Regions from separate parts of the Sus scrofa genome. Here all the other regions are linked to region 1. A link is a contact called in public Hi-C, HiChIP or PLAC-seq and promoter capture Hi-C data. All regions are on one chromosome and are shown on one strand. Each heading gives the region's core, a stretch centred on a gene start, on an enhancer-like site or on the middle of the called end of the contact. The rest is flanking DNA. Distances are from core to core; before and after follow the strand shown.

Region 1 (4,228 bases), core at 984-3,483:
CAAATGTCCCCTGGGGGTCAAAGATGCCTGCATCAGGTTGATCCTTCAATAAGAATAACAGTTTGTAAGGCTGTGGCCACAATCTATGCTCATGCAACAGAAAGCAAAAAAATTAACTTACATAAGGCTAAAACTTACAACGTTGACCTTAGGACCACCATTGCTTAAATTAAATAAACTGACTCCTTATAAAAAGAGATGCTAACGCTTTCTCTTAAAAACCCTTTGAATGTGTGGGCATTAATCATCACCTTACTTCCAGACTGAATTTTGAAAAGTCAGTACTTCTGTCAAAGTTTAAGCATACTATATACATATTTAAGCTTCTGGATATTAGAAAAATTTTAAAGTGCCTTTTGTGCTTAAATCGGTACCCTCAGAAGTTAATGAAAACCTTCCTAGGTAAATCACTGCCTACTTTTAAGTTGCAAGCTACTTTGAATAGTAGTCATAAATATTTCCAGGAAAAACTTTAAAAACTGTAAGAACTCTTATACTTGAAAAACGGTAAGATTAAAAAAGGTCACACACACACACCCGTTAATTTCCCATCATGCTTATGCCCCTAACAGAAATTATTCAAAGATACAGCCAAGATAGAACAATACTTTTCGCAGGGCGTAAAAGAGAAGACATAAAATACGTAAAAAGCATGGTAGGTGAAACTCTGAAAGGCCAGGCCTTGCAGAGCAGTAACACCACAGGCGGCTCAAGTGTGACCATTCCATCCCAAAGCTTACCTTCAGTCGTTTGATCATTTCGTCGGTGGTAATCTTGTCGGTGATCTCCTTTACCCCCGGAGGGTAAGCGATCTTCCCATCGGCACTCACGACGCCACAGAGGGCTGTGGCAGGCTTGGGCTGCGCGGTGAAGTCCATCCTGGGGGACAACTTTTCTTTCACAGTCCTCTACCGGCCTCTATCGGTCAGAAAACAAAAGTTCAGCGGGAAAGGGGCGACTTTGTAACCTCTTTTTTCATTTCAAAAATCTCTAATCTGCAAAGGGCCTTTTCTCCCGGGAGGCCGGGGACTCGGCGGCGGCCCCGCCACCCGCTCCTTCCCGGGGCCTGAACCTTGGCGGCCGCCGCGCCGCCCCCACCCACCCGGGCCCCGCCAACCCCGGGCTCCCGGGGATCCCTGGCACCGGCGGCCGCGGCCGCGGGAAGCGCCGAGCACCGCCAGGAGTTTCCCATTCCGCCGTTCACAATGAAATCCACCCCCGTGCATCGAGGTCCGAAGTTTGGCGGCCTTGAGAGCGTGCCGAGGCCTCCAAGGCCCCCGCTCGGTCAGAGACGAGCCTCGAGTCCCCGCCCGGCCGGTCCCCTCCGGGGAAGGAGACGCGAGGCCTATAGGGCTCGGCTTAGGCCGCAAAACTAGGGACCCAACCGGACCCGCACGCAACGGCGGCTCCTGGGAACGAACGCCCTCGCCGGGCCGAGCTCCGGGACCCCCGGCGTCCCCGCCACGCTCCCACCCCTCCCGGGTCCCGCTCCCCCCACCCCCACTGCCGGAGGGGAAAACAAGCCGCCCTCCACCCCGAACCCCAAGGCAGGAAGCGGCTGACGCGGCTCCGCACTTCACATTTTGTTCCTTCAACTTCGGCTGAGGGACCCTGGCGTCTTCTCTCGCCCCCGGCCACTCGGCACCGTCCGAAGCCGCCAAGGCCTTACCGGCAGCTCCGGGCAGCCCCGCCGGGCCTTGGTCCCGCGGCTCCCCCCCACCCCCCCGCTCCGGTCTCCCCTTCCGTCCCCTCCCTCCACCAGCCGAGGGCGGGAGCCCAGCCGCCGCCGCCTTTACCTCCTCCTCATGCGGGCGGAAGGTGCATCGAGCGCCCGGGCCTCTGTCAGGTGGTTGCGCCGCCGCCCCTCTTCGGGCTGCACACAAAGCGGCTCCGCGGGTCCCGCCGCCGCCGCCGCCGCCCGCCCCGGAGCGGCGCTGGGGCTGGCGGTGCCGAGGAGGAGCAGTCGCCGCGGGGGGAGACGCGGGGCGAGTGTGCGCTGGGCGGGGAGACACTGCCGCTCTCCGTCTGGCCGAGGAAGAGCAGCCTCGGAGAAGGCTCTTCTGGGAGCGTGTGCGCGGGTGTCCGCCCCGGACCCCCACGGCCCACCCGCGCGCCCCTCGCGCCGGCCGGGTCCGCCGACCCGGACCCGGACGCCCCTTGCAGCGGCGCGCGCCCGGCCGTCGGTGCTCCTGGCAGCCGGCGCCTCGCGCACAGTGGCCGGTCACGCGAGCTGTGCGAGAGCACGCGAGAGCAGGGCGCGCGCCTCGCTCCCTCCCCTTCCTCCGCCGGCCCGAGCCTCCGCCTCCCTCGGGCCCGAAGCGGCCGCGCGCGAGGCAGACAGCGCCACCATCCGGTTGGCGCCAAGACCTGCCGCGCCGAGCGCCTCGGGGAGCACCCGGCCCAGAAGCGAGCAGGGGAGGAGCCCGGGTGGCGGGAAGCGAACGCGGCCCCAGCGGCCCTCAGAGGGCACGCAGGACGAACAGAACTTTGCATTATGCCTCGGAGATGGGTTCCGACTTTTAGGGGTCATCCTGAGGGACGTGGAGGGAAATGGTTGAAAAACGGTTAACTACTGAATGAAAATGAATTGATTTCCTCCCTAGGGACGGAAGATCTGCAAACTAAGGAAAAGTTTTGCAACATGGCACGAGGGACGTGGTCATGATCCAGTGGGCTGCTCATTCTTGTGCCTTCTGACAGCCACCAGAGTTTGCCCTCCCCTCTTTAGATATCTAAAATTAGTATTTTGAAAGCTGCAAAATATACAAATAACTCTGAGTCGAGCAGTCCTCAAAGAATGGTCTGAAAGGTAGGTTTCTGGACTCCACTCCAAACTCTGAGACTGGAATCCAGAAATAAGAATGTTTATAAATTAGATGGATATTTCTTGTTAATATATGAACTCAAAGAATACCTTTTTCCTTCAGCCAAAGGAAAACCCAATGCAGTGGTGTTTGAGCAGTTTAATGTAAAATTTGAAGCAGATGAACCTCAGGAGCACGTAGGTAATTTCCAAAGATGAAGTTGTAAAAAGAACACATAATACGAAATAGCATACAGCTCCCTGACCACTACCATAGTTTACAGTGAAATGCATTTAAATTGTTCATTTAAATTATTCTTGATGGATATCTATTGGTCTTTTCTATATCCTTTGCTTGATCTTAACAATATCGTAGGTACAGCCATCACTGAATATTTTTCAGGTATTACACAAAGGAGCAAACATCTTGGAATCTAACACACCACGGTTGCTGATTTGCTAGAACTCTGCCCTAAAGTCACTACTCATGGATTAAGGATCTGGCATTGTCGCTGCAGTGACCCTGCAGCACAGGTTTAATCCCTAGCCTGGGAATTTTCACATGCCACAGGGACAGCCAAAAAAAAGCTCCCCCAAACCCCACAAAAGTCAGTGCTTTATTCCTGGGCATTTAGAGTAGCAGGCAAAAGCTATTTAAGATCATCTTCATCCCAACTATTAAACTGACCAAAACCTACACTCTTTACAGTAGAAAATTGACAGAACACTGTAAACCAATTATAATGGGAAAAAAAACAAAAATCATTTAAAAAACCCTACACTCTTTGTAGTCTCTTTCTCTCAACTTGTGATTTTTTAAAAATCCATCACATTTAAATAACTATGATGCTTTTTTTATTCTTGCTCTAAATAATTTACCCATTATTAAACTGGTTTTGTATATACTCATAGATTTTAATTTTATACAACCTATTAATTACTTTGTTAATACTGTTTGATTTTATAAACACTCAAAAGCCTCAAAAGCCCTAAAGATTATAACACATAAATACATTGAATTTATATAATTCTAAATTCATTCTAGATTAATTCCATTCTTAATTCTAAAATTCCTGTTTTTACGTAAATATTTGTTTCCACTTAGTAAATGAGAAGAGAACATTCTTTTGTGCAACAGTTATTTAAAGACGGCCTACTGTTAGAGTTCCCTCTGTGGCACAGCAGAAACAAATCTAACTAGGAACCATGAGGTTTCAGGTTCAATCACTGGCCTCTCTCAGTGGGTTAAGGATCCGGTGTTGCCATGAGCTGTGGTGTAGGTTGAAGACTCTATTTGGATCCTGCTTTACTGTGGCTGTGGCGTAGGCTGGCATCTGTAGCTCCAATTTGACCCCTAGCCTGGGAAACTCCATATGCCACAAGTGTGGCCCTAAAAAGCAAAGAAGAAAAGAAAGATGGCCCACT
Region 2 (4,228 bases), core at 1,239-3,738, 500 kb before region 1:
CCCTAAACAGTGTGTATGAGTCCACATGTACTCTGTGGGCAGAAAACTTGCACACTATTCACCAGATTATCAAACGGAGCTATGACTCAAACAAAAGTTAAGAACTACTGTACAAGATAACTTGTATAAAGGTGTTCAATAAACATATGCTAAACAGAATTTGGGTCTAGGTTTCTGCTAATTTGTGTACTAGAGACAGAAGAACTAAATTAAATACCAATATAATCCAAAACTCTTAAGTACCTTACAGAAACTTTTCCCTTTAGAAACAGTAAAGCAGACCCATTTGACTCCCACTTCTTTTCCGAGAAGGGCTTTATTTTTCATCTGCACCATGAACAGGAGTACTAAGAAGGGAAAGAATCAATTGAAAATACCCAAATGGGAGTTCCTGTTGTGGCTCAGCAGAAACGAACCCAATATCCATGAGGATGTGGGTTCGATCCCCGGCCCCACTCAGTAGGTTAGGGATCCGGCATGCCCCCAAGCTGCGGTGTAGGTCACAGACACAGCTCCCATCCAGTGTTGCTGTCGTGGTGGCGTAGGCCTGCAGCTGTAGCTCTGATTTGACCCCCAGTCTAGGAACTTCTAAATGCCACACCTGCGGCCCTAAAAAAATATATATATATATTTATATATATATACTCAAATAACCAAAAGTTGACTCTAAACTGTTGTTCTCAGAGGCATCTTGTTTTTTCCAGAGGTATCTCTGCTGCCCCTTAAACTCTCTGTAATGTTCCATAGAGTCCTTCCTGAGAAAATTACATCATTGGCCACAGAGCTGTATATTGCCTACCTCATGCCAGGCACAAGAACAGAAGCTTTACATTAATTATCTTGTTTAATCCTCAAAACAGTCATTTAAGGCAGCTATATTTTCCTCCCTTTTACAGGTAAGGAAACAACAGGATTTAAAAGGTTAAAAAGTTAAGGTATTCACTTGTTCAAAACCACTTAAGCATTAAATGGTAGAGCAAGACTAAAACATCACCTCACTCTCACCTTCAAGACTCCAAAACTCATAAACTTTCCACAACACCATAGTGCCTGAAGTCCAAAATGTAATTATGATCATTTTAGGGAGGTAGTATAATCTAACAGAAAAACCAAGGTTGTAATCCTAGTTCAATCATTTATTACTTCTATCACAAATTGAACTCTAAACGCTTCCTTTACCATCTGTAACACTGGATTGCTGTGAGGTTTAAATGAGAAAAGGTATGTAAAGTAAAGGGCTCACATATTGACCTGAAGAAGACACCTGTTACAAAGTAGCTATTATTATCTTATCCTTCTTTGAGAAGAAATAAAAAAGGGCTGTAAGGTTTCCCAATTTGGCATAAAATTACACACACACACATACAGCCCATAACAATGACATTATAAGAAATAAGCTGAAAAACTACTGAAAAAATTATATCTGATTATTAGGTAGATTCTGACTTAATGGACCATCATAAATTGACCTTTAAAATAAAATACTTCAAACACACACCTGTATCTATTGCCATTCCAGTATGAACATGTTTGGAAGGCTGCATAATTATTTCACTATTTAAACACCGAGGGGTGTTTTGGGGGTTTTTAATTTTTTATTAAAGAATAGTTGGTTTAAAATGGTGTGTTAGTGAGGGTTTTTTTTAAGAGTATTGTTAACATCAGATGCTAAGTGATGACAGCCGTCAAATGCAGTACAGCTGTTTCTACTAGCTGTTTTCTTTTCTCCGGGGAAACCGTGTTATCCCTTTGATTTCTGCGAACTCCTCCAAACAAAATAAAACATCCTCCTGATGCCCTTGATCTCAAAAGAGCTCTGTGATGAGCGTTTCACCGAGCTGTTAATGACGAAAGTCGAAGGCCCGAGACAACTTATTCATTAGAAAGGAAAGTTTGTAACATTCTTCTCCTTCGTAACCCAAAACTTGGAATTAACGCTTTAGGCAGGACTCAAACCAAGGTCCGAGGCAACGCTAAACAGGAAAAGCAACTTAACCGCTGAGCCCTCAAAATCACCTTTATTACTCCCTTCCTCCCTTCCCCCAAGAATGGAAAAAAGTTAAACTGACGCGCAGCACCACGAGCCCTGCGCGCCGGCTGCGGCCGGGAGCTGAAGCCGCGGTCCAAGGAAAGGCGTGAGACCCGTGCCAAGTTTGTGGCCCCTTCCCTGCCTTCGCACTCCTCCGGAGCCTCGCATCACGATCCTCCCCAATCCTCCATGCCACTAGTGCCCGGTCCACACCCAACCTGCAAACTCTCCCCAACCCCCGAGCCGTACAGCCTCCCACGGGGGCTCACCATCACAGCCCACGGACGAAGGCGCTGGCGTGCAGGCTGGCCGGCTGGGGAATCCGTTACCGGAGCTCGGGATCCATTGGCGCCAACAACTTCTCCCGCGAAGTGGAAGGAGGTCGAGGCAGCGGCGCCCGGTGATGACGTCAGGAGGCGCGCAGCGTCCTCTCGGGCCAGGCCGGGGGCGGGAGGCAGGCGTAGCTACGTGGGCCCAGGTGCCGCCCCTGAGGCCGGCTGGGCCAGCGCGCTCCGGAACCCAGATCCACTCTCAGATTTGCGCCTTCGGCTTTTGGCCGCGGCGGTCAGATCGCGAAGTTACGAGATTGATTACCTCGGAAGGCGGGCAGATCCTCCGGGTTACCCATCTGGAAGGATGCATGCCCTCCTTAGTAGCTTTAAAATGTTTCTATTACCAGCCGCAGTAAGATGCTGATTTTAGATGTACGTTCACATATTAATTTTAATATCTATTCTGGAATAAGAATTCCACCAAACAGTATTTACCTTTTTTTTTTTTTTTTTTTTTTAGTGTTTGAGCAACTAAATTTGGTTTTTCGCCTACTTATAAGTTTTGAAAACTACCTTTAGGACAGTTTTATGTGTGTAATTCCAAAGCGAAAGAGACTAGTAAAGTAGGTATTACCACCCACTCCACTTTATATGAAAAATGTAAGGCTCAAACAAGCTGTGGGGCCTAGCTGGGCTTCTAGGCGTTCAGATTCCCAAACCTGCGCTGCTGAGTCCCTCAAAGGGGTGTATGTGTGAAGCTAAGGCATCAACAAGGTACATCTCCATAGAACAATGATGCTGAAAACTTTGGAGTAAACAAGTTTTATATTAATAGATAAGCAATTGAATTGTGGAACAGAATGTTGCATTTGCATTCAATTTTAAGTGAATATGTGAAACCTTAGGAGTGCAATGGGCAGAGCAATATCTCCAGTTTTGGCCCTGGACTTTCAAATCCTTATCCACCCACCCGCCCACCTCTTGTTCTCTCCTGCATTTTATCACACCCATATTTCTACTATGAAAGATACCAGAGCCTTCTGAAATACAGAAGCTAAGCATGGAGCACTCATATGTATTAAACAAACACCATAATATGTGCTAAGAATGTGGCTATGGACTGTCCCAGTCTTACTCATCTAATACCCACAATAATACTGGCTGCTGTTGTTATCCGCTATTTACAAAGGAGTAAAGGGATACTGGGGAACAGGGCCGCATTGCATGGGACCCTCTGAAGCCAATATGCTAGACGGTAAGCAAGTTAATATGCCTCAGTTTCCTCAACTGTAAAATAAGATAATAGTACTATGTTCTTCATTGGGTTATTATGAAACTGTTCCTGGCACACAGCTGATAGTAATCTTTTTTATTTAAGTCAGCTGTTATCACTATTATTTTTATATGAGGCTAAGTATTATCAAGGCAGATAATTCCAAAAATGAATTTATCTACTCCATAATTTTGCTTAGGGAAATACTTGATTGGGAAGGAGGGAGTCATTAGTCATTAGATCTTTGAGAAATCAATAAAAACTATGAACCTATCTCCCAGAAAAATGTACACAGCAGACACATCATATAAAGAACCTTAAGAACCTAAACCAATTTACAATGTTCATTGTGTTGTCAGTAAGCGAATAAGATGTATATTAAAAGGTTTGCGTATCTTTTACATTATACTACTTTAAACTTTTGCATTTGTTTTTTAGTATTTTGAAGCCTTCCTTGAATTTAGGTGAGACTTAAGTCAGAAGACTGTAATTTCCAGAAAGATACTGAACTGAATTTGTTGGATTGTTTTCTTTAGGAACATTTACTTGGACATTATCTCAGAAATGTAGCAGATGAGGAGATCTCTCCTGGCGCAGCTGGTTAAGGATCCCGTGTTGTCACTGCAGCAGCTTGAGTCACTCCTCTGGCACCAG
Region 3 (4,228 bases), core at 1,212-3,711, 440 kb before region 1:
GAGACATGGCCTGAAAGGCTTATAATGGAGTTGCGTACAGGGTGCCGCTATCAGATTGCGCTCTAGAAAGGCTGAAACAGAAACACTCCAGCAAATATCCAGAATCAACTTTACCTTAAAGACTGAAAGCTCAGAAATAAGACTTAATCTTTCCCTAATTCCCACAAGATACCCTGGTGGTGAGAGGCATAAGACAAGAAACCAACCATTCTATGTGTTAACATTTTCTATTAAAAACCCCCCTGAAATTGTGAATGTTATCTTTCGGGTAAAACAAATATATATATAATCAGCGTATTATCAAGACCATCTGGTCTAGACTTATGTATCTCCCTTTATCATAAGACCCAGGAATACCTAACACATTTGCCAAGATCACCTTTTCCAAAATACTACAGCCGCTAAGTTATATGCAAGTATAAGTTACTCGCACAAAGTATTTTCTACAATAGACATTTATGTTGCATACATAAAGATAGCTGACAAACCTCCCCCTTCTAAGACAAGAAGTCTGATTAATCTGCTTACCAGTGTAACACCCTTGATCATATTCTGTACATGACTACAGATGGTGCGAACAGTTGCCAGTTCCTTTCTATTTCCCCACCATTTGTCAACCCGGAGCTGTAACAGAACAAAAACTTCAGAAAATTCTTTCCAGTATTAAGTAGCCTTGAAATAAGGTCCATTTATCCACAGTAATTACTCTAGATTCTAGTATTTGTCCTAATTACAAAAAAAAAAAGCAACCACAAAGCCCTCAGCAATTAACGGTTTTTGTTACTATACATTAGAAGTATACACTTTCACAGAGGAACAACCCAGAAAGTTTTGTACAAGTTGCATCAAACTTCACTTCTGGAAAGCTAAAATACCAGGTTCAAAAGAACTCTGCTGCACCACTATGATCCTTACAAAACAATCAAGAAAAATAAACCCAATTTCTAACAGTATTAAGGCCTGCTATTTAATAAATATTACCAGTACTGAGGTTTATAACCCAGTTTACTTTGGTTTTCCAATTTCACTAAAGCACCGACAACAAAAAAAAAAACTAGTTACAATTTTGGACACTAAATTATAAGATAAAACATTGAACCTCAATTCCATAATTTCTCAAAAGTTTTTATTTCTTCTATTATGGTTGACTTACAACATTCCATCAACTTCTGCTTTAAAGTCACTCATTCATACATATAAATATTCATTCCTTTTCTCACATTATCCTCCTTCATGTTCCATCACAAGTGACTGTAGTTCCCTATGCTGTACAGCAGGATCTCATTGCTTATCCACTCCAAATGCAATGTTTGCATCTACTAACCCCAAACTCCCAGTCCATCCCACTCCCTCCGCCTAGACTAGAACAGACTAGAACCAATAGTCTGTTCCCCAAGTCCAAGAGTTTCTTTTCTGTAGGTAAATTCTTTGGTGCTGTTAGACTCCAGAGAAAAAATTATCCATCAAATGGTATGTCTTTCTCTAACGTACCTCACTTGGTATGAGTCTCTATTCCATCCATGTTGCTGCTCAATTCTGTAGTTTTTAAAACAACTTGATATTCTTAAATTACAACTTTCCAAACAAACTGAGGTGATTAAACAAAACTCACCCTCTTCTTTTTCTTTCCAAGGAGACTGAGTTCTACATTGATGTGGTTGAAGTCCCTCCTCAGAGTGCCTCTGGGGCCCTTCACAATGACTGTGCGTCCTTTTAGTGTGATGTCGACTATGAAAGAAACATACTCGTGAGGCATCGAAACAAATTAGAACGCACGCAGTAAAAACATATGAAAAAAGCAAGCACCAAGTCTCCTACCATTTTCTGGAATGTCGACAGTCTGATTGCTGAGAATGGTCTTCATTCTGAAACACAAACACTTGGGTAAGAAGGTCGCACAGGATTTGTTTTGGGCCGAACTACCTTGCACAGAACTCCACTCCTACCAGAGACCGGCAGGCAAAAATCTCGGGGAGGATACAGAGGACTAATCCCGGAAACGGCCCCAGCTGCGCCTTGGCTTGGAAGGAGCAGCTCCTAAACAGTTATTAAAAACCCAGCGGGCGAACTCCCGGTCAGCGCAGCTCTGGGAAGTCCTATCAAGTCGGCGCCATCCCGGCAAGGCTGAAGGGCGGCAGTAGGCCTAAAAGCCCAATACAAGGCTCGAACCCCATCGCCACCAGACTCATATGACGCTCGCCGCGCAGGGAGACAAACAAGACACGGTTTCCGAGGGCCACACCCGCACCTCTGGCTTTCCCAAAGCCGATGCCTTCAGATTCCCAAGGCCCACCGAATACAGAATCCACCTTACCTCGCAGTAGATGCGGCAAAGAGAGAGCGTCTTTCGTCATCACGCTTTTGTAGTACGTAAGGGTCCTGCGTATGGCGTCATAAGCGCGCGACACCACGAGGCTAAAGCAGCCAATCGTAGAGCAGCGCAGGTTCCACCGGGTCAGTGTTGGCTCAGGTTGTTTGTCATAAGTGGAGCGACGGTGTGTCCTTCTCTTTTCCCGGGAATTAGTGATTGTTCCTCCCTGCCAGAAAAAAAAAGTGCAGGATGGCTCTACGCTGCCGGGGCGCCGTCCGCACTGTATGCCCCCGGGTGAGCGGCGGGGCGAAAAGGGAGCGGGCGTGGGGTGGGGGTTCCCATCCCTGAAAGTGCCCGATAATGCCAGCGCTTACCCGGCGTTTACTTCTAGCCAGGTACTGTTCTAAACATTTTTCGTATAGCGTCTCATTTAATTCTGACATGGTCATGAAGTTAAGACCTGATACTGGTTTTTTTGTAAGTCTGTGGCCCGCGCTCTGAGACCTTTTTTCCTGCTATCAATGCAATGATTTGTACTCTTGTATTTATTGGAGCACTATAGAAGCGCTGCAATGAAACTCCAAATTACTACTTGGTGTTGGTGTCTCCTGTGTACTAGACACCACTTTGGGCGATTAAAACCCAAGTCTGTGCTCCAGGCTTGAGCGAGAGACCTGGGCAAGTACAGTAGCTATCGTGCAGCATCCTAATAGGCACTCTTTTTTTTTTTTTTTTTTTTTTTTAATAGTTGAAGGTTCTTTTGCTTTAACAGTACTACCTCTTGAATTTTATGGTGTTTTGTCTGTCTTGTACATGTATGTGTTCAAATCTAGAAACCGATGGCTTCTTATGGTCAACAAATACATGAGTGACTTCCTTGTTCACACACAGTATAACCAAGAAAATTAAAACATTAGGTTTAGTTTCCCTTCTTCCACTTCTCTGAAATCAGCTGAGAACTACCTCCGTGTTTTAGCAGGTATTCTTATTCAAGCCCAAAGCAGAGAGATTAATTTCAAATTTCATTTAAACATACTTGACTCAAGTCAGGAATAGAAAATTCAAAGCTGTAGCTCCCATTCTCCTTTGGGTTTGGTTTGTTCTCCTTGGGTCATCTTTAATTTCAGATTCTGAGCTCCTTACATTGAGCTCGTAAATAGATTAACATAATTTCTGAATCAGTTCTGTGGCTTTACCCATCCTTTTAGGTATTAAACGAGTTTAATACTAAGTTATTCCAAAGCCCCCTAAATAAATGTCACAATGAACTCTTTCTGTAGGTATTTGGAAGATATTTATGCAGTCCAGTCAGAGCAATAAGTTCCTTGCCAGATAAAAAAAAGGAATTTTTACAGAATGGACCAGACCTTCAAGATTTTCTATCTGGTGATCTTGCAGACAAGAGCACCTGGGATGACTATAAAGGAAACCTAAAACGCCAGAAAGGAGAAAGGTAATTGAAATTTTGAGGTAATTTTAATGTCCTATTCCTTCATTGTGCATTATTTTCTGATATTACCAAGCCATAGGGTATATTTTTAATCAGACTTATTTGATTTAAAATTATTTAAAAACCATTAGAAAGAAGTGAAAGCAGACATGGAGCAGGTAAATGGGTGAAATTGTTGGAGTACTTTTCTTCGTGCCCTCTGACAGTTTTTCTCCAACATTCTTAGGACTTAGCCATCCTACACCCTCTCCAATTTGCCATCTAGCAACCAGTTTCTTCTGAGAGCAAAGATAATCACCTTGCTACTACTCCATTAGATTTTAATAAGTTTTTCGTTGTTACAGGACGTTGATGATCTAGCTTGTTGCTTCTCCTAGTCAGTGTACATGTGATCTATGGATAATTTAAAAGAATGGTGAGAAAGTTTGTGATGAAGCAGGTTAAGTTGCAGAAATTGCAGCAAGGGT
Region 4 (4,228 bases), core at 1,065-3,564, 370 kb before region 1:
ATCACTTGGAAGTTTCAACAAAATCTTCAACAAGCTTTGATGTGGAGCTTGATATAGTATTAGTGATATACTTTGCCTGACACAGATGTCTTCCATTTCCATTTTCTCCCCCCCCCTTTTTTTGGTGGGGGCGGGGGGAGCACCGCAGCATGCAGAAGTTTCCAGGCCAGGGATCAAACCTGCGCCACAGCATTGATTTGAGCCACAGCAATTATAATGCTGGATCCTTAACTGCTAGGCCACCAGGGAACTCCTGACTCCATTTTCTATTTCTAATCTTACGTATCTTCTGACCCTCTACTGTGCTGTCAGGGAAATGGGAATGTTTGCTTATTGAATGAGTCAGTATGAAATGAGTTTTTACCTCTGTATTTTTGAGAAAGTTACAGCAAACCAGGCTGTACTACTTTTCATCTAAAATTTTATAAATTTGGATCAATATTTCAATCTGGAAAATGTGGCTAAGGAATAGAGAAGGTCCTATTACAATCTAAACTTAATCATCCCTCCATCCCCCACCCCTCTTCAGTACACTCTTGCAGCGAAGGCAGTGGATGTTATAACTGGATACATCACTTCACACATCATCTTAGACATTTCCAAAAATTAAATACTAACAGATGCCTGACCTGGGAAAAATATTTAATCAGTGAGAAAGATTTTTAACCTTATATCTAAACAATATCATGTAAAGCCGTGGATATAGCCAGAGAGAAGATGAAGTATGCTTCTTGGTTTCAGATTTTATGTTAGAGAAAGGAGTACAGCAATAGAAGACATCCTTTTTTTTTTTTTTTTTTTTTTTGTCTTTTTGCTATTTCTTGGGCCACTCCCATGGCATATGGAGGTTCCCAGGCTAGGGGTTGAATCGGAGCTGTAGCCACTGGCCTACACCAGGGCCACAGCAACTCGGGATCTGAGCCGCGTCTGCAACCTACACCACAGCTCACGGCAACGCTGGATCTTTAACCCACTGAGCAAGGGCAGGGATCGAACCCGAAACTTCATGGTTCCTAGTCGGATTCGTTAACCACTGCGCCACGACGGGAACTCCATGAAGACATCCTTTCAATCAGGGTTCTCGACCACTTACCTTACTAGATGCTAGGCACTGACAAACACATCTCAGAGCAGACAGTAAGCTCTTTCATTTCCAGAACTGCCCCCTGCACCTCCCAAGGAACAGACCAGACTACTGTTGCCCATTTCTTAGGGGATTTGAAGAATCTCAAAGAGTCACTGTGTCTTTGAGAGCAGTCAATGAACAGCTACTCCTCTGTATATCTCTGAAAAGTTCACTACTAGTGAATCCCTCTTTTCTACATACCAGAATTCTTGACCTTACTCAGTTATTTTCCTATATATAAAGAGGTACACAGTTTTTCAAGGTCCCACACAAACCTGATATCCCAAGAAAGGCCTTCCCTAACATGAAACAAAGCCATTACACGGTGTGGCGGCCAACAATAGATCCCAGGGCAGCCCATATGAATGTCTTAGGATTTCGTCCTCGAAAGGACTCTGGTTCTTTTTCTCTTTACTCTCTTAAGAAGGGCAGCCGGTGACATGAGGAAAGCAGCATCCTAACCTGTGAGCAGACTATAGACACAAACAAAAGACTAGGATTCTGAGACCAAAATGGGGTCCCTAACCAGAGGACCGCTTTTTTTTTTGGCGGATGTTTGGCTTTCAGAGGCGCCAGGGAAATCTCATTTATTTTACGTCGGAAAGTAGGAGAAAGCAGAAAAAGAGGCGGTTGGAAGACTCAAGAGTCTTAAATAAAAAGCCCAAGATATCCCTCCTCCAGAGCAGCAGATCCAAAAGACGATTCCCGCCCAGAACCCAAAAGAAGAGACGAGGGTCGTGACACTGGACGCTCGGGACTGGAAACAGCACGCACACCCTGCCGGCTCCTTCCACACCCCTCCCCGACCCGGGGACATCCCCACCGGGCGGTGGGGCCAGCCCGGGAAAGGCGCTTACCCACTTCCAAGCACCAAGCACGGCGACCGCTCCTATCTTGACCGCTCGGACAGCTCCTCGCTCTGGGCCGCGCAGCCGCAGCTGCAGCACTCGCGCCCTGCTCGGTCTGATCCCTGTTCACCGCACACCCCTCTCAGGCTGCCAGACGCCTCACCCCGAGTGCCCAGCCGGAGCCCGTATTTAAAGGCTTCCACCGGAGAAGGCGGAGGCTTCATTCCCCGGCAGCCAGGCCCTCCCGGACTCTGCCCTCCGCCGCATCCTTACTCCCCCTACCGCCACGTTAGGCCCGGGACCCACCCCTATTTCCTGCGGGGCCCAGGGGCGGGGGACGGGGCGTGGCTAGTAGGGGCTGGGAGGGGGGCATTCCCCGCCCCCAGCCGAGCCTGGGCAAATCCCCTCGGACCAACTCAGCGGCGCCGCCCCTGCCGGGAGCGGCGCTGGGAGGAGCTGCGTGTGCGGCGGGTCGGCGCTCCAGGGCTACGGCCTCGGGAGAGTCTAGCTCAGGTTCTAGTTCCCGGGTAGTCTGAGGCCAGCTCTTGCCCTCCGGCCCCCGCTTCTCTCCCATTGTGCCTGTCCTGGCTCACTGTCGGGACTGAGATGGTGCCGCGTGCGCGCCAGGTCAGCCATATTCTGGAGCTGGGGGGGGTATTGGGCGGGCTGCGGCCCAAGGGGACCGGAAGGACCAGCCCCCTTTCCGGTCTCCCCATCAGCCTAGCGGGCCGGCCTGGTCTTTCGGGCCCCTAGACCCTGCGGGTCAGACGTATCCAGCGGCTTACTCCATCTCCACGCTTTACAGGCTCGTGGGTCTGCCGCACCCTCCAGGCCCGCCGCACCCTCCAGGCTCGCAGCCCAGGGTTTCGTCAGATTACGGCCTCCTCGCCCCTTCTGGGAAGGAGGCGCCTCATGTCTGAAGGATGATGCTGAATCCGATCATGACTGGACCAGTTCGTACCCTCGCCCTGATCCTTGGGTAGACAAGCGGGGCAGCCACGCCCTCCAGGCACATTTTTCCAGATACTCCTGCCAATTCGGGATTTGAGCTGTCTGTGCATGATATATAGCGGAGAGCATGGAAGATAGAAATGTCGCGTATGAGGAAGAGTAAAATTGACGCATGGAGCCTCCCACTTTTGGGGGGGAGATGGGGCGGCGGCTGGGGCATGTGTAAGTTCCCTGGCCAAGGATGGAAGCTGCGCCACAGCAGTGGCCCAAGCTGCTGCAGTGATAACTCTTGGTACTTAACCCCACTGTTCCATAAAAGAACTCTTGATGGAGCCTCCCACTTTTAATGAAAACAGTTCTGTTCCTGTTTCCCCACTCCAAGGTCATTTTAAACCTCAAATGTAAAAAAAGGCAGAACACTGTAAACCAACTATAATAGAAAAAATAAAAATCATTATAAGAATAAATAAATTTTAAAAATCATGACTTTTTCCCCCTCTCATTAAATTAGAAATTATATCAGAGTTCCCTGTGGTACAGTGGTTTAAGGAATCAGCAGCGTTATCACTGCAGCAGCTGGGGTCGCTGCTGTGACCCAGGTTCCATTCCTGGCCCTGGAACTTCCACAGGCCCCGGGCAGGGGCAAAAAAAAAAAATTACATCAAGTGATATACAGTCAAAGTCAAATACCATTTTGAAAAATGTCATGAGGAAAGTGGTTATCAGTATATAAAGGAGTATTAAAATACCCTATTTGGAATGTTGATTGAGCAGAGTTTGTTGTGGATTGTAGAAAATGTGATGAGATATGTAGGCATTGTACATTCTATGCAGTTAAATTAATTCATCCAATAAGTATTTAGTGCCTATTGTGTTAAACAGTACCCTAGAGACCAAAGATGAAAAACCGATTCCTTTTTCCAAAGCTGACAGGCTAGGGAGTTCCCGCCGTGGCTCAGTGGAAATGTACCTTTCTACCATCCATGAGGATTCAGGTTCAATCCCTGGCCTCGCTCAGTGGGTTAAGGATCCCGGCATTGCCAGGAGCACAGCGTAGGCCAGCAGCTACAGCTCTGATTTGACCCCTACCCTGGGAACCTCCATATGCCTCGGGTTCGGCCCTTAATAAAAAAAAAATAATAATAATAAAAGACAAAGCTTATGGGCTAGTGGGAGGGAAAAATGAACAAGTGATTGCAGTTCATGTGGCAAATGCTATAACAGATGTATCTTTTTGGACTTGGTATATGCATAGGTTTAAGTTTCCTATTATAATTGACTTTCTAATAAAAGCTACTTTTCT
Region 5 (4,228 bases), core at 794-3,293, 360 kb before region 1:
ATGTTTGGTTTTGGTCTCCTGGCCTCAGGAAAAACTAAAAGAAATCCAGACAAGATTTTGAAACTAAGTGGATGCACTGCACTGAGGTACATGGGCCCAGGGCCCAGGTGGCACTGTTGAGGCCAAAGGGTGAATGACCAAAGGGGACAAAGTCAAGCAAAGAGCTGAGCTATTCCAAAAGCAGAATGGCTAGGAACCTAGACTTGGTTCCAATCCAACCACTTCCCCGGAAACAACATACACAGGACTGGGGTCACCAAAATTGCATTGCTTATCACACAATGAATCAGCATCTCCCCACCTTTATATCCATATCCTTTCCTTTCTTTGTTCCCTCCTATTATATTAAATGTGCCTCCCTTAACTAAAGACCAGTTTCGGAGTTCCCATCGTGGCGCAGTGGTTAACGAATCCGACTAGGAACCATGAGGTTGCGGGTTCGGTCCCTGCCCTTGCTCAGTGGGTTAACGATCCGGTGTTGCCCTGAGCTGTGGTGTAGGTTGCAGACGCGGCTCGGATCCTGTGTTGCTGTGGCTCTGGCGTAGGCCGGTGGCTACAGCTCCGATTCAACCCCTAGCCTTGGAACCTCCATATGCTGCGGGAGCGGCCCAAGAAATAGCAACAACAACAACAACAAAAGACAAAAAGACAAAAGACAAAAAAATAAATAAATAAATAAAGACCAGTTTCTTCACTTAAGCTTTGGATCCCACAGCTCTCACAGGAATCTATCCATTATCCTCTCTCTACTGTATCACAGAATCATTTAAATGTGATAAAGTTTCCACCATCTTTGGGAAAAAAAAAAAAAAGCCCTCCCTCAACCTCATTCTCTGTCCAGCTGCTATCAAAGCTGAGAGTGATCTACATTTATACTTACACTTCACTACCTCCCACTCACTGTTCAGGTTGGCATCCACCTCCATCAACATCCAAAGAGCTCTTTAAAAGGTCACCTATGACATCTCCATGCTGCTAAGCCTAATCGGTAATTTTAGTCCTCATTTTCTTTTCTTTTTCCTTTTTTTTTTTTTTTGGTCTTTTCTGGGGGCGCCCCCACGACATATGGAGGTTCCCAGGCTAGGGGTCTAATCAGAGCTGTAGCCAACGGCCTACACCACAGCCACAGCAACCTCAGGATCCAAGCCGTGTCTGCAACCTACACCAAAGCTCACAGCAACACCAGATCCTTAACCCACTGAGAGAGGCCAGGGATAGAACCCTCATGGTTCCTAGTCAGATTTGTTAACCACTGAGCCACGACAGGAACTCCCAGTCCTCATTTTCCATGACCATTCTCCCCCCACCCAACCCCCTTTTATTTTTGGCCACACCTGCGGCATGTGGAAATTCCTGGACCAGGGATCCAACTTGCAACAGAGTGGCGACTCAAGCCACTGAGGTGACAACGCCCGACCCTTAACCATCAGGCCACAAGAGAACTTAGGTCCCTTACTTTTTGATATTCTTCCTAAGTAAGATTGTGATGCTTCAGAGAGTTAAACTTCAAATAACAAATTTACTAATGCATATTTCTAGACAGAGCAACCCTGATAAAATGCGCACTCTGTTTTAAGACTTTCATAGTGATGACTCCTAGTTCCCTATAACTGTCTCCTAGCCTGGTTCCTACTGCAGCCTTTCCTTCTTTCATACTGCTGCCAAAAAAGTCTGCTTAAAACACTGCTCTTGGAGTTCCCGTCGTGGTGTAGTGGTTAACGAATCCGACTAGGAACCATGAGGTTGCGGGTTCGGTCCCTGCCCTTGCTCAGTGGGTTGACGAGCCGGCATTGCCGTGAGCTGTGGTGTAGGTTGCAGACGCGGCTCGGATCCCGCGTTGCTGTGGCTCTGGCGTAGGCCAGTGGCTACAGCTCCGATTCGACCCCTAGCCTGGGAACCTCCATATGCCATGGGAGCGGCCCAAAGAAATAGCAAAAAGACAACCCCCCCAAAAAAAAACCAAAAAACCACTGCTCTTAACACATCTCTGACTAACCGTGTGACTCATTACTGGCTATTGCTCAACTCTGAACCCTTCAGCCTGGCCTTTCCTCATCTGATCTAGCTCTACTCATCAATATTACCTCTTAGCATTTCTCTGAAAAAGCATCCTCTGTTCCAATCAACCCCATGCCTTCTTGCTTCTTTAGCCAAGGGTTCCCGGGCCTGTCTGCCCATCAGAATAGCCTGTGACAATATCAGCACCACAGTATCTAAGGCCCTGCCTCCTATCATCCAATTCAGGAGCAGCTCAAGGGTGGCGTCAGGAACCAACAATATTTTTTAAGGCTTTCTAAATGAATCTGATGCAATAGTTCGATGCTAGTTTGGCCGACAGCATGTGCCAGCTCTGCCAACTCAGTCCTTCTGTCTGGCAGGGAAAAATTACAACTAACCTCCATTTATTTAACTATATCCTACGACCCTCTCTCTTCTGTTTAAAAAAAAAAACAACAACAACAAAAAAACCTCCATTTGCTCCACCCACTCTTTCCTTTCTTCTGAAACTAGTATAGCATATTTACTTATTTATTTACCTGTTTATCTTTTATATTTATTTGTCTTTTTATGGCTGCACCTGAGGCATATGGAAGGTATCAAATGGAATATTCACAATGAAGTTAATTAACTTGGCTGGACACCAGGAAGATGAAAAAGAGGGAAGCTCTAAGGGTTGACAGATCCTGAGGGATAATTTCTACAAACTTATATAGGTTTCCAGAGAAGTAGAAACGGAAGAGCAGTGAAAGTGGACAATGCACCAGGAGGCTTTAACCCTGTAATTTTAGGGTTGTTAACAGTAATTACAATATCCTCAGAACATCTACCAATCTTTAGATTTACTTCACAATTAAATTAGCAATAAAGCTAGTTTCCATACAGCTCTTAATCTGAAAGACAGTCTTGCAGAAGAGTTCTATGCGGCTCTAGAGAACAAAACTGGGGGTGAATATCCCAATGAAGTGGACTATAGATCAATATAAAGAATGATGTAGTAATGAGATCTGCTGACAGATTGATACTAGATTCTGCTACCACATGAAGCAGAGTGCTCCACAGTCTATAAAATCATCTCGAATACATGGAGCACACCATGGCAGGCACAATGGGTACTGTGATATTGGGATATAGTAAAAAATACATATTTCGTTTTCATTCTTCTGGTTCCTGGCTTCATACTGCTAAAACACTTAGAATTTCCTGAGTGATATGGGTGAGGAGAATGTGAAGTTTTTTGTTACCCATAATAAACCCCCATTCAACCATAAGTGAGTTACGCTAATGAGGTGACTCTCAGTGGGTCCCCTAGAAAGCTTCAGGGTGGGGACTGGTTGCCAGAGTCTGACCAAGGGTTAGAACTTTGAGTTCTGCTCCTCAACCTCCAGGGCGAGTAGAGGAGCTGGAGATCGAGTTATTCACCAAGGGCCAATGACTGGAACCGATGGAATGGAACTGTCACAAAAATCCTAAATAATGGGGTTCACAGAGCTTCCTGGCAGGTAAACACATGAAGAGCTGGGAGGGTGGCACACCCCGGGAAAACAGGGCTAAGCTGTTCCCCTTCCCTCATACCTTGCTCTACACATCTCTTCTATTTGGCTGTTTCTGAATTGTATCCTTTATAATATACTGAAAATAGTAATTACACTGTTTTCCTGAGCGCTGTGAGCCATCCTTGCAAATTACTGAAAAAGAGTAGGGGGTTGTGTAGACTCCTGATTAATATATTTTATGAAAACAGCATAAGCTCATTGGTAATAATTTAGAATTCACAGAAAAGTAATCATATCACTCAGAGGAAACAACTGCTTAAACCATTTAAAGACATGACTGTCAGAAAGGATTTCCACCAAATGCTAAAAGAACTGGGACAGCCAAACCCAAAAAAAAAAAAACAAAAACAGGCAGGAAGAGGGGAACTGACCAACAGAATTAAAGTACTATTCAAGCTCTAGAGTTTTGCCTTTATATTTGGATTAAAGAAGTGAAATTTCACTCACAGAAATAAGAATATATTTAGTTTACAGGTGGGGCTGGCTCAAAGGTCACAAAAACCACAAATATAATAAACACTTGTTTTCCATAAGGCGTTCAACAAGATTACTTTCAACTAGAAGAACAGGTTTTAGCTTTTACTGCTGAGGCAAAAATTTGAGCTACTTACCTACTTATCAGAGGGCACGCTATAGATTAATGAACAATACTGAAAAGGCAACATAAATGAATC
Region 6 (4,228 bases), core at 950-3,449, 310 kb after region 1:
TAATCAAAAGCAATCAGACTACCAAGGATGATTACTTTGCAGGCAGCTGTCAGGCAGCTGCCACAGCAGCTAACAGCACGCATTCTCTGAGCCCTTATCCCCAGGCTGCTGCTTTCTTGCTCGGTGAGGTGGGGCATCAAAGACACACAAATAAGGTAGAGAAGGAGGGGAGGCCGAGTTAGCTCAGGGAGCACGTTGGGCTGGGGCGGGTGGCCTGGATTCTGTCTCTGGCCACGTGCTGCTGGAGGCAAGCCACCCACATCTCCGGATATCAGTTTCCTCCAGTGGAAATGAGACATTCAACCCAATTTCAAAAGGACCTTTGGTCTCTGAGATTCCAGAGCGGAAGGGTTTTTGGAGGAGGGAGGCCTGCGCGTGGGCACCAGGAGCTGTCATTTGATGGGTGACTCAGACTCGCGTCAGAGAAATAACGTCCTCACAATCAGCACAAGGGCACAGGCAATTAAGAAACACACTTAGCTGATGGCTGGAGTGTCTGTTCCATTCGGAGGATATATTCCTGAAGAGGGACAGGGTGACTCATCAGACGGCTGTAACCTGATGAAGCAGAGCTATCCAATTTCCTTGCTCTGATTCCAGGCCAACGACTGATCTTAATTTGGTTGTCCAAGACAGTCTCCCCGGGGCAAGAGGAGGGGCAGGCGATGGCAGTTGGAAACGGACGTTCTTCTGGGTGAGCAAAAGGAGATCATATATGAGAAATGACTGAAATTTTATATAGTAGCATTCAAAAGCAAAGGGATAGCATCCTTAGTAATATCATTAGTTATGAGTCATTATCTGCTGATTTGGTTAGCTTTTGACTTTTTTTTTTTTTTTTTGTCTTTTTGCCATTTCTAGGGCTGCTCCTGTGGCATATGGAGGTTCCAGGCTAGGGGTCGAATCAGAGCTGTAGCCACCTGCCTATGCCACATCCACAGCAGTGCAGGATCCGAGCCGCATCTTCCGCCTACAGCAGAGCTCACGGCAATGCCAGATCCTTAACCCACTGAGTGAGGCCAGGATCGAACCCGCAACCTCATGGTTCCCTGTCGGATTCGCTAATCACTGAGCCACGACAGGAACTCCGACTTTTTTTTTTTAAACAACTAGTAAACCTTGGATAACTTGGTAAATACAGAAATTCTGTATCTACAAAGCTGGTCAGAGATAAAAATGACTAACCTTTGCGTAGTGCTGTACCATTTGCAAAGTGCTTCTTTATACACTATCCCAATAGTTCTGGGAGAACACTATTTATAGAATGTCTCTAATATCCTATTATTATTGATAGTATAGAGAGTATTATTTTCCAGTCTCTAGCTCAGGAAAGCTCAGTATTCTAGAGCGAGGCAGTGTTTGGGCTGGCGTTCAAACCCAGGTCTTCCACTCCTAATCCAAATCACAGTGCTGCTGCTGCTTCTGAAGAGAAAGGATGCTCTCCTCTTATCCAACTCCCACCCCCACCCTCACCTCCCACCTCCTCCCACAGCCACTCACACTCATTACTATACAAGATCAGTGCCCAGTGGGACAACTGAGGAAGTGATGAGAAGCGGAGGGCAGAGAAGACACCCAAATGTCAGTCTGTTCTGCAGATCGTGGAACTGCTCTTCTTTCCCTCTTCAAATGCCACTCAAAGCACATAGAGCCTAGGAGTTCCCGTCGTGGCTCCGTGAAAATGAATCTGACTAGTATCCATGAGGATGCAGGTTAGATCCCTGGTCTTGCTCAGTGGGTTAAGGATCTGACGTTGCTCTGGCTGTGGTGGAGGCCAGCAGCTATATCTCCGATTTGACCCCTAGCCTGGGAACCTCCATATGTCACGGGTTTTGCCTAAAAAGACCAACAAAAAAAGGCACATAGAGCCTTTCCGGACTGCTGCCCCATGCCTGGGTCAGTTCAACTTTCCTTAGTGTCCAGACTCAGGCAGAATCTTCTCATTGTGGGTATAGACATCTGCTCAGATGGGATCTTGCGGGGGTTGGGGGGAAGGCTCCTACTTATCTTCCATTCAAAGTTTGGTCTGGATGTCCCTGCCAGTGGTAGCTAGGGACCTTCAACTGGGACGGCCCCCCCCCAGAGCAGCACCACCTGACCTAACCCGCTTGGGACTCCTGGCATCTCAGCTGCGGGAGCTGCCAGTCTCGGATTACCGAGGGGAGGATCTCGGGACCTTGGGCTGTCTGTGGGCTGCAAGCCCAAGCTCTCCATCTGCTGCGTGGACAGTGGCAGATTGGGTTTGCTGTGCCCAGATCCTTCCCATTCACAAAGCGAAGTAGAAGACTGTGCTGGGAATTTATACAGGCTTAGGGAAAAGATGAACTGGCCCCATTCCTGCATCTCCTTTTGCTGGATTTACTTTGCTGCCTCCAGACTGGGAGGTAAGAGGCTGGTGGATGTGTAACCATCTTGGCTCATCTGGGGCCACGTCTTTGGTGGGATGTGGGATGAGCTGGGAAACAGAACAAATGATCTAGCTACGAGGAAGTAATCTGCCTTCTTACTGACTTGTGCTGCTCCTGGTAGGGCGTGCCAGGAAAATGACTCCTATGCACCCAGAGCTTGTCCCAATCTGTTGCTGGGTCATTCACATTGCTGGTCCTCGGTCTGTTGTTCTTTGCCTTGAAATACACATGACCCCGAAAGTTGATCCGGGTCCCTCTTTTCAAGCAGCCGTAGACACAGCAGATGGAAAATATGCTCAGAAGTTGTTTAACGACCTTTTTGAAGATTATTCCAATGCTCTTCGTCCAGTAGAGGATACAGATAAAGTCCTGAATGTCACGCTCCAGATTACACTTTCTCAGATTAAGGATATGGTGAGTAATATGTCGTGGTGACTCTTTGGAATGTTTAGAATGAAGCTACCAGTGCTTTCCAAAGGGAATGTTTTAGCTGGGAATTTAAGAGGGAATGAGAACAAATTGTTCTTTGCGCAATCCAGTGGGAGAAGGAGACTCTAGGAAAAGAAAGCTTCCTGCAAAATTAATTTCACTAAATGTTGCCATTAACATTAGCAGACTTGGATCATCTAAAGAAAGGTGGTGTTACACATGGCAGGTTCCGTTTCTACAAAATGTGCAAAATCGGCAAAACCATAGAGACAGAAAGCAGAGTAGTAGTTGCCAGGGGCTGTGGGATGACAGGGAATAGTGATTGCTTGATGGTCATAGGGTTTCTTTTGGGGGTTATCAATGTTCTGGAGTTACAGAGTGGTGATGGTTGCACAACCTCGTGAATAAACTGCAAGCCACTGAATGATACGTGTTAAAATGGTTAAATTAGTGAGTTTCATGTACTGCATATTTTATCCCAATTTAAAAAGAAAGGTGGTGTTTTAAGAGGACATACCTTATTTAGTGCATATGTGTGTTTAATTTAATTCTTCTCTACGCTGTAGATATTTCTTGACTTTTTCATTCACGTGAATATCAGTTGATCAATTTTCAGAGCTATTTGGGCTGTTGATCCATGCAAAGATCTGATGATTTAAATGTTTGTCCACTTTTCATTCGGAACACTGAATCAAGCAGGAAAAAACATGGCCTTGGTGGTCAATCAAGGGGATAGACTGGGAAAACTCTTACTTATTTATAGGAACTAGGTTAGCCCTCTTGAATTCCTATTTTGAAGGCAGGTGTTCTAGAGACAGTGTGTTGGGTTGAGGAGTCTGTTGGACAAAGTTAAATCCAGGTTAATTGTGCAGGATGAAAGAAACCAAATTCTGACTGCCTATTTATGGATCCGCCAAATCTGGCATGACGCATATCTCACGTGGGATAGAGACATGTATGATGGACTGGACTCCATCAGGATCCCCAGCGACCTGGTGTGGAGGCCGGATATTGTCCTGTATAACAAGTAAGTACAGGTTTCTCAGGAATGAACTCGTTGATGTAACAGCATGTAAGCACCATGAAAGGGGAATGTTCAAAACGTGCACGAAGCCAGTTCATATTCCTAGGCCCTGCGTGGTGGTCTTAAAACCTCAGATAGTGAAACAGTAGGACATAAAACCGTAGAGTTACAGTCCCCTTTTCAGGTGAGAAGCTGTATTAGAAGTTTTCTGGGGCTCTTGGAACAAAGTACCACAAACAGGGTGGCTTAACCAGCAGCGATGTACTGTCTCACAGTTCTGGGAGCTAGAAGTGCAAAACAAAGATGCAGGTGAGGTTGGTTCCTTCTGGGACTTTGAGGAGGACTCTGTTCTGTGTCTCTCCGCTAG
Region 7 (4,228 bases), core at 716-3,215, 290 kb before region 1:
AATGAAGTACTACTATGTAAAAAAGCAAGTTATAGAAAAGCTTACGTGGTATGATACCATTTTTGTATAAAACACATAAATGCAAAAAAAGAAGTCTGGAAAGATATAAAACACTGCTGACATTTTGGTGATCTCGATGGCAGGAATTACTTATGATTTATTACTTATCTATTTTAATTAACACTCCCTCCAATTATCACAAATTATATCATATAAGCAAAATATTGAGTTATAGGTTAGCATAAAAGTCAAAAAAAGAACTTCAAGAAAACATAATTCATTTGTTTAAATCAGCAGGATTCCAACCTTGGTACTAAGAAAAAAGATCTCAGCTGCACACACAGAAGGAAGAAATTTGTTATGAAGAGGTCCATTCTAGACCACACAAGGGTACTCACAAGGATACTTACAAGGGTATCCTTCAAGTGAGTAGTCTAAATTCCTAAGAACTCTTTCTAAATTTGCTAAGTTGCAATGGATTGGCACATAGTTCTGCTTTTCTATTTTGCCACCTGCTAAAGAAACACCTCAATTAATGAGTTCGCTGGGGGTGGGGGGGGAATGTTCCTGTTTTTAAAACTAAGTTAGGACAAAAAGGAGGTTTGGTTTTCTGGTCTCCTTCATGCTTTGAAAGGAGACGGGGAGGGTGGCAGGGCTCGAAGCAGGCTACACCAGAGGAATCTGCTTGGCTGGTCATCTGGAGTGGAAAGGAACACAAGCTTTCTGCCAGCTCAACAGACTGGACGGCGAGAATGCCTAAGGGTCTCAAGGCTGCACCTGAAAGGTCATACGCTGTCCAAGTTACTGTATGCACAGCAGCTTTTGACATGAATACAAAAACTGGACGGTCTCTTCAAACACAGGTATTGCATGAAGCTCATCCGACTTTCTCTACCCAAAGCCAAGACATTTTTTTAAGGCCACATCTTCGATTTTGCAAACTAGGACAACTGAAAACATCCTGACTCTCTACAGCTAACAAACATCATCTTGGCTGAAATCGTTAACACATACAGTAACAGCCACTTTGGAAAACGGGCTTTAAACGCAACATAGGACTTCAGGTACTCCAGTAACCAGTTTATCGCACTTTATCTGTTCCAGTAAAGGGTGCTACCTCTTTATGTCAGCTCTGGTTCCACTTACTGAACAGAAAAAAGGAATCCTTGAAATTCACAACACAATAAGGGCCAAAAGCACCCGCTTTCTGGATGGCAGCTTTCTTGTCTCATCAATCACAACAAAGAATGCAACCTAGTGACTTCATCAAAACCGGCAAAAGCTAAGGAACAGAGGTAAATGATACAGCGTGGATTTCAGGGTTTGTGGGGTTTTCTTTCCAGCTACGACTCTCTCTCCTTTTTTACTCCATTATACGCCTCCACCCGAGTTCACTGCTTGCCCTAAAAATAAAACCACCCGTGGCTACCGTCCACTTCCCTGCCAAGTCCCGACTCTGGTTTCCTGCAGAGAAAGCCAAATTTCAGGCTCTCCGCCTCGCTCTCCGTCGGGGGACGCGGGCTCGGCAGCAGCGGGTTTCTCCCGGTGCAGAGTCGCCGGCCCCGCCGAGGAACCACCGAGCCGGAGAAGCAGCTTTGCTTAGCCGCAGCCGCCGCAGTCCGCGAAAACCTGAGGAGCCCCCAAGAAACACCGGGGTGAGGGGAAGATGGGCCAGCAAACGGCGGTGGGAGAAAGGGGAGACACTCACCCGCCCAGACAACAACCGACGGGGCGGGGAGGATGGGGGCCGGGACCAAGCCTCGGCAGAAAGACCGCCTGGAGCTTCCGGAACGCTGCGGCTGCTCGGGCCGCCGCTGCTGCCGCTGCTCCTGACCGCCGGCTTCCTCCCCTCCTCTGTTTTGATTCGATTGACCACGTCACTCTTAGCCACGAGACCCGGATCTGCCGGCTCCCGCGGACGTCGGCGCAACAGATAGCAGCGCCTCCAGACCCCAGCGGCAGGCCTACTGAGCACGCGCGCGCCCCGCGCCTGCGCAGTGGGTCCGGAGAGGCGGAGCGGGAACAAGCTTTGCGCTGTTCGTGGGGGCGCTAGGCGCGGGTGTTGCAGTTCCGGCTGGGAGGGGTGGGGCCGAGCGTTATGAGGTGGAGGGGCGAAGCCCCACGTCTGCTGTAGCAGCCGGCGTGGCATCTGTTTCGTCTGATGTGGACAATGTCCTCTGCTGTGTGTCTCCCTTTGCCTAACCTGATGGCTTTCCTGGGCAGGAGTGTTTAGCGGGAGTAGTGGTAGGCGTTGGCGCAAGTTGATGTCTGCTGAGACATGTGGAGATTGTTTTGGCTCTCTCAGGCCAGGTGAAAATTGAAGATAGGGATTTAGTCTTATGTACAAAAGTATGTCAAACGTGGCATTTACCCCCTTTACTCTCCCTAACATTGCACTCGGAAAGCTGGCTAAAATTCAGTTCAAGGGGAGTATTAAAAGGAATATATGATGGATGGAGCGATAGTGGCGAACCTGGAGGAGAGCGCTGTTGTTAGGCAGTCAGCTCAAACCTTTTTTGCTTTGACTTTACGGATTGAAATAAGGATACTATTTGTGGTGTAAGAACCGCACTTCTTTTTAAACCAAATTAGTGCTTCCTTCTTTCCAGTTCTGGCCTTTTCAGTCTCCCCACTAAACCACTGGGGCCCAAGAAATTTCCCAATTTGGCAAAACTTAGGGCTACTCTGTTTTCTTAGTCCCATGAGTAGACAGACCTTAAAACAGGACCAGGAGGAAAATGAAAGTGTGAGTTCCGAACGAAGATTTCACAAAGGTGCCTATTTGCCTAGCCTGTGGGAGAGGTGAAAGCTGAAGGAAACTGTAGACTTCACTGAGTCAACCTTTTCAGCTAACCTGGACTTATATCTCAGTATTTGGTTAATCATCTCAACTAGCTGAGTCACCTTCAGCAAATTATTATAATCTGCAAGAGCTTTTTAATTAAAGGGGACGTCGAATGCAGGCAAAGGTTTCTAGAAAATGAAAGGTTTTTGGTAAAACCGAAAGTGTTTCCTAGGTAATTAACACTTAACAGATAGAAGTCAAGCTTCTTGGCCCTTACTCTGCAGTCTTGAACTCTGTTTACTCAAATTAAGAGGGTTTGAAGTAGACTCTAGTACCCTAGTGAAGTTCATGGGCTGACCTTGTAATAGAGGGTCTTTAATCTGTGGAACTTTAATTTGTGGAATAGAAAGTCTTGTATGCATCCATGTGCATATAAGTGTTTGAAAATACAGCTGCGTTTAAGAGAACAGTATGGTACAAAACCGAACTGGCACAGGATATCACAAAATTATCAGTACTTGCTTTATAAAGTAAATTACAGGGGAGTTCCGGTTGCGGCTTATCTGGGTAAAAACCTGACAGAGTGTCCATGAGAATTCAGGTTCCATTCCTGGCCTCTTTTTGTAGGTTAAGAATCTGGCATTGCCACAAGTTGTGGTGTAGGTCGCAGATGCAGCTCCGATCTGGCGTTGCTGTGGCTGTGGTGTAAACTGGCAGCTCTTAGCCTGGGAATTTCCATAGGCTCCAGGTGCAGCCATAAAAAGAAAAAAATTTAAAAACTTTAAAAATTAGGATTTCCCATCATGGTGCAGCGGAAACAAATCCGACTAGGAACCATGAGGTTGCAGGTTCGATCCCTGGCCTTGCTCAGTGGGTTAAAGATCCGGCGTTGCCGTGGGCTGTGGTGTAGTTTGCAGATTCGGCTGGGATCTGGCGTGGCTGTGGCCTACGCCTGCAGCAACAGCTCCGATTAGACCCCTAGCCTGCGGGTCCGGCCCTAAAAAGACAAAAAAAAAAAAAAAAAAGAACTTTAAAAATAAATTACAGGAAAATCAGTTAGGATCTTTGGTAACTACTAGCTTCCAAGATAACCCCCAGTGATTCCTGGCTCTGGAAATATAGACTCCTCCAGCCCTTTGAAAAAGGGCTATTCTGACTTGTAGAATATAGCTAAAGGTATGTGACTTCTAAGGCTAGGTCATAAAGGCACTGATTGAAACTTTCAACCTCATTCTCTTGTATTGCTTGCTTTGGAGAAAGCTAGGCTCCATGCTACTCTACTTAAGCAGATCTATGAAGAGGCCCAGGAAAAGAGGAACAAAAGCCTCCACCAAGAGCTTCACCAGTTTACCAGCCATGTGAGTGAACTACCTTGACTGGGCTTATCCTGCAACCCCAATCAAGCATTAGATGACTGCATCCTTGCCCAACACCTGTTTGCAA

The links. Promoter capture Hi-C pulls out the DNA fragments that hold promoters and counts their contacts. Hi-C and Micro-C count contacts between places; a contact is called where the count stands out from the background. HiChIP or PLAC-seq counts read pairs in DNA pulled down with a chosen protein or histone mark.
Region 2: a contact with region 1 is called in a promoter capture Hi-C map of fetal liver, with 2.6 times the contacts expected there. The contact joins the promoter of RFC1 here to the promoter of PDS5A in region 1. A contact is called at or near these places in 1 of 5 promoter capture datasets (fetal liver) and 1 of 47 Hi-C or Micro-C datasets (skeletal muscle).
Region 3: a promoter capture Hi-C map of fetal skeletal muscle shows a contact between it and region 1, with 3 times the contacts expected there. The contact joins the promoter of LIAS here to the promoter of PDS5A in region 1. A contact is called at or near these places in 3 of 5 promoter capture datasets (fetal liver, fetal skeletal muscle and liver), 12 of 47 Hi-C or Micro-C datasets (alveolar macrophages, embryonic fibroblasts, epiblast stem cells and 9 more) and 2 of 2 datasets of contacts at active chromatin or transcription factors (alveolar macrophages and skeletal muscle).
Region 4: a contact with region 1 is called in a Hi-C map of liver, with 3 times the contacts expected there. The contact joins the promoter of UGDH here to the promoter of PDS5A in region 1. A contact is called at or near these places in 3 of 47 Hi-C or Micro-C datasets (heart right ventricle, liver and skeletal muscle) and 2 of 2 datasets of contacts at active chromatin or transcription factors (alveolar macrophages and skeletal muscle).
Region 5: an H3K27ac HiChIP or PLAC-seq map of alveolar macrophages shows a contact between it and region 1. The contact joins the enhancer-like site here to the promoter of PDS5A in region 1. A contact is called at or near these places in 1 of 5 promoter capture datasets (fetal liver), 5 of 47 Hi-C or Micro-C datasets (epiblast stem cells, mesenteric adipose tissue, omental adipose tissue and 2 more) and 1 of 2 datasets of contacts at active chromatin or transcription factors (alveolar macrophages).
Region 6: a Hi-C map of skeletal muscle shows a contact between it and region 1, with 4 times the contacts expected there. The contact joins the promoter of CHRNA9 here to the promoter of PDS5A in region 1. A contact is called at or near these places in 1 of 5 promoter capture datasets (fetal liver), 1 of 47 Hi-C or Micro-C datasets (skeletal muscle) and 1 of 2 datasets of contacts at active chromatin or transcription factors (alveolar macrophages).
Region 7: a contact with region 1 is called in a Hi-C map of embryonic fibroblasts, with 2.6 times the contacts expected there. The contact joins the promoter of SMIM14 here to the promoter of PDS5A in region 1. A contact is called at or near these places in 1 of 5 promoter capture datasets (liver), 4 of 47 Hi-C or Micro-C datasets (embryonic fibroblasts, epiblast stem cells and skeletal muscle) and 1 of 2 datasets of contacts at active chromatin or transcription factors (alveolar macrophages).

What each region holds. Positions count from the first base shown.
Region 1 is chr8:31,132,098-31,136,325 of Sscrofa11.1, forward strand. It overlaps PDS5A (a long non-coding RNA gene), which reads right to left and starts at 2,234. Exons shown (of 33, transcript XR_002346613.1): 1 at 1,797-2,234; 2 at 741-918.
Region 2 is chr8:30,633,444-30,637,671 of Sscrofa11.1, forward strand. It overlaps RFC1 (replication factor C subunit 1), which reads right to left and starts at 2,489. Exons shown (of 25, transcript XM_005666588.3): 1 at 2,299-2,489. The coding sequence starts at 2,301.
Region 3 is chr8:30,696,853-30,701,080 of Sscrofa11.1, forward strand. LIAS (lipoic acid synthetase) reads left to right here and starts at 2,462. Exons shown (of 11, transcript NM_001243462.1): 1 at 2,462-2,605; 2 at 3,592-3,764. The coding sequence starts at 2,561. RPL9 (ribosomal protein L9) reads right to left here and starts at 2,337. Exons shown (of 8, transcript NM_001243481.1): 1 at 2,315-2,337; 2 at 1,819-1,865; 3 at 1,613-1,728; 4 at 529-624. The coding sequence starts at 1,864.
Region 4 is chr8:30,757,045-30,761,272 of Sscrofa11.1, forward strand. It overlaps UGDH (UDP-glucose 6-dehydrogenase), which reads right to left and starts at 2,315. Exons shown (of 12, transcript XM_003356899.5): 1 at 1,984-2,315. LOC110262078 (a long non-coding RNA gene) reads right to left here and starts at 2,601. Exons shown (of 1, transcript XR_002346605.1): 1 at 2,089-2,601.
Region 5 is chr8:30,773,583-30,777,810 of Sscrofa11.1, forward strand. All of the region lies in intron 3 of SMIM14 (small integral membrane protein 14), which reads right to left. Among named protein-coding and RNA genes, the nearest start is that of UGDH, 16 kb to the left of the region's middle. Within about 2 kb of position 2,044, at least 13 of the 83 cell types and tissues checked have an H3K27ac peak or open chromatin away from gene starts, as enhancers often do. A contact at or near this core is called in alveolar macrophages, mesenteric adipose tissue and retroperitoneal adipose tissue, where this site is marked.
Region 6 is chr8:31,440,844-31,445,071 of Sscrofa11.1, forward strand. It overlaps CHRNA9 (cholinergic receptor nicotinic alpha 9 subunit), which reads left to right and starts at 2,200. Exons shown (of 5, transcript NM_001244806.1): 1 at 2,200-2,384; 2 at 2,677-2,822; 3 at 3,710-3,864. The coding sequence starts at 2,321.
Region 7 is chr8:30,838,451-30,842,678 of Sscrofa11.1, forward strand. SMIM14 (small integral membrane protein 14) reads right to left here and starts at 1,966. Exons shown (of 5, transcript XM_021101115.1): 1 at 1,709-1,966.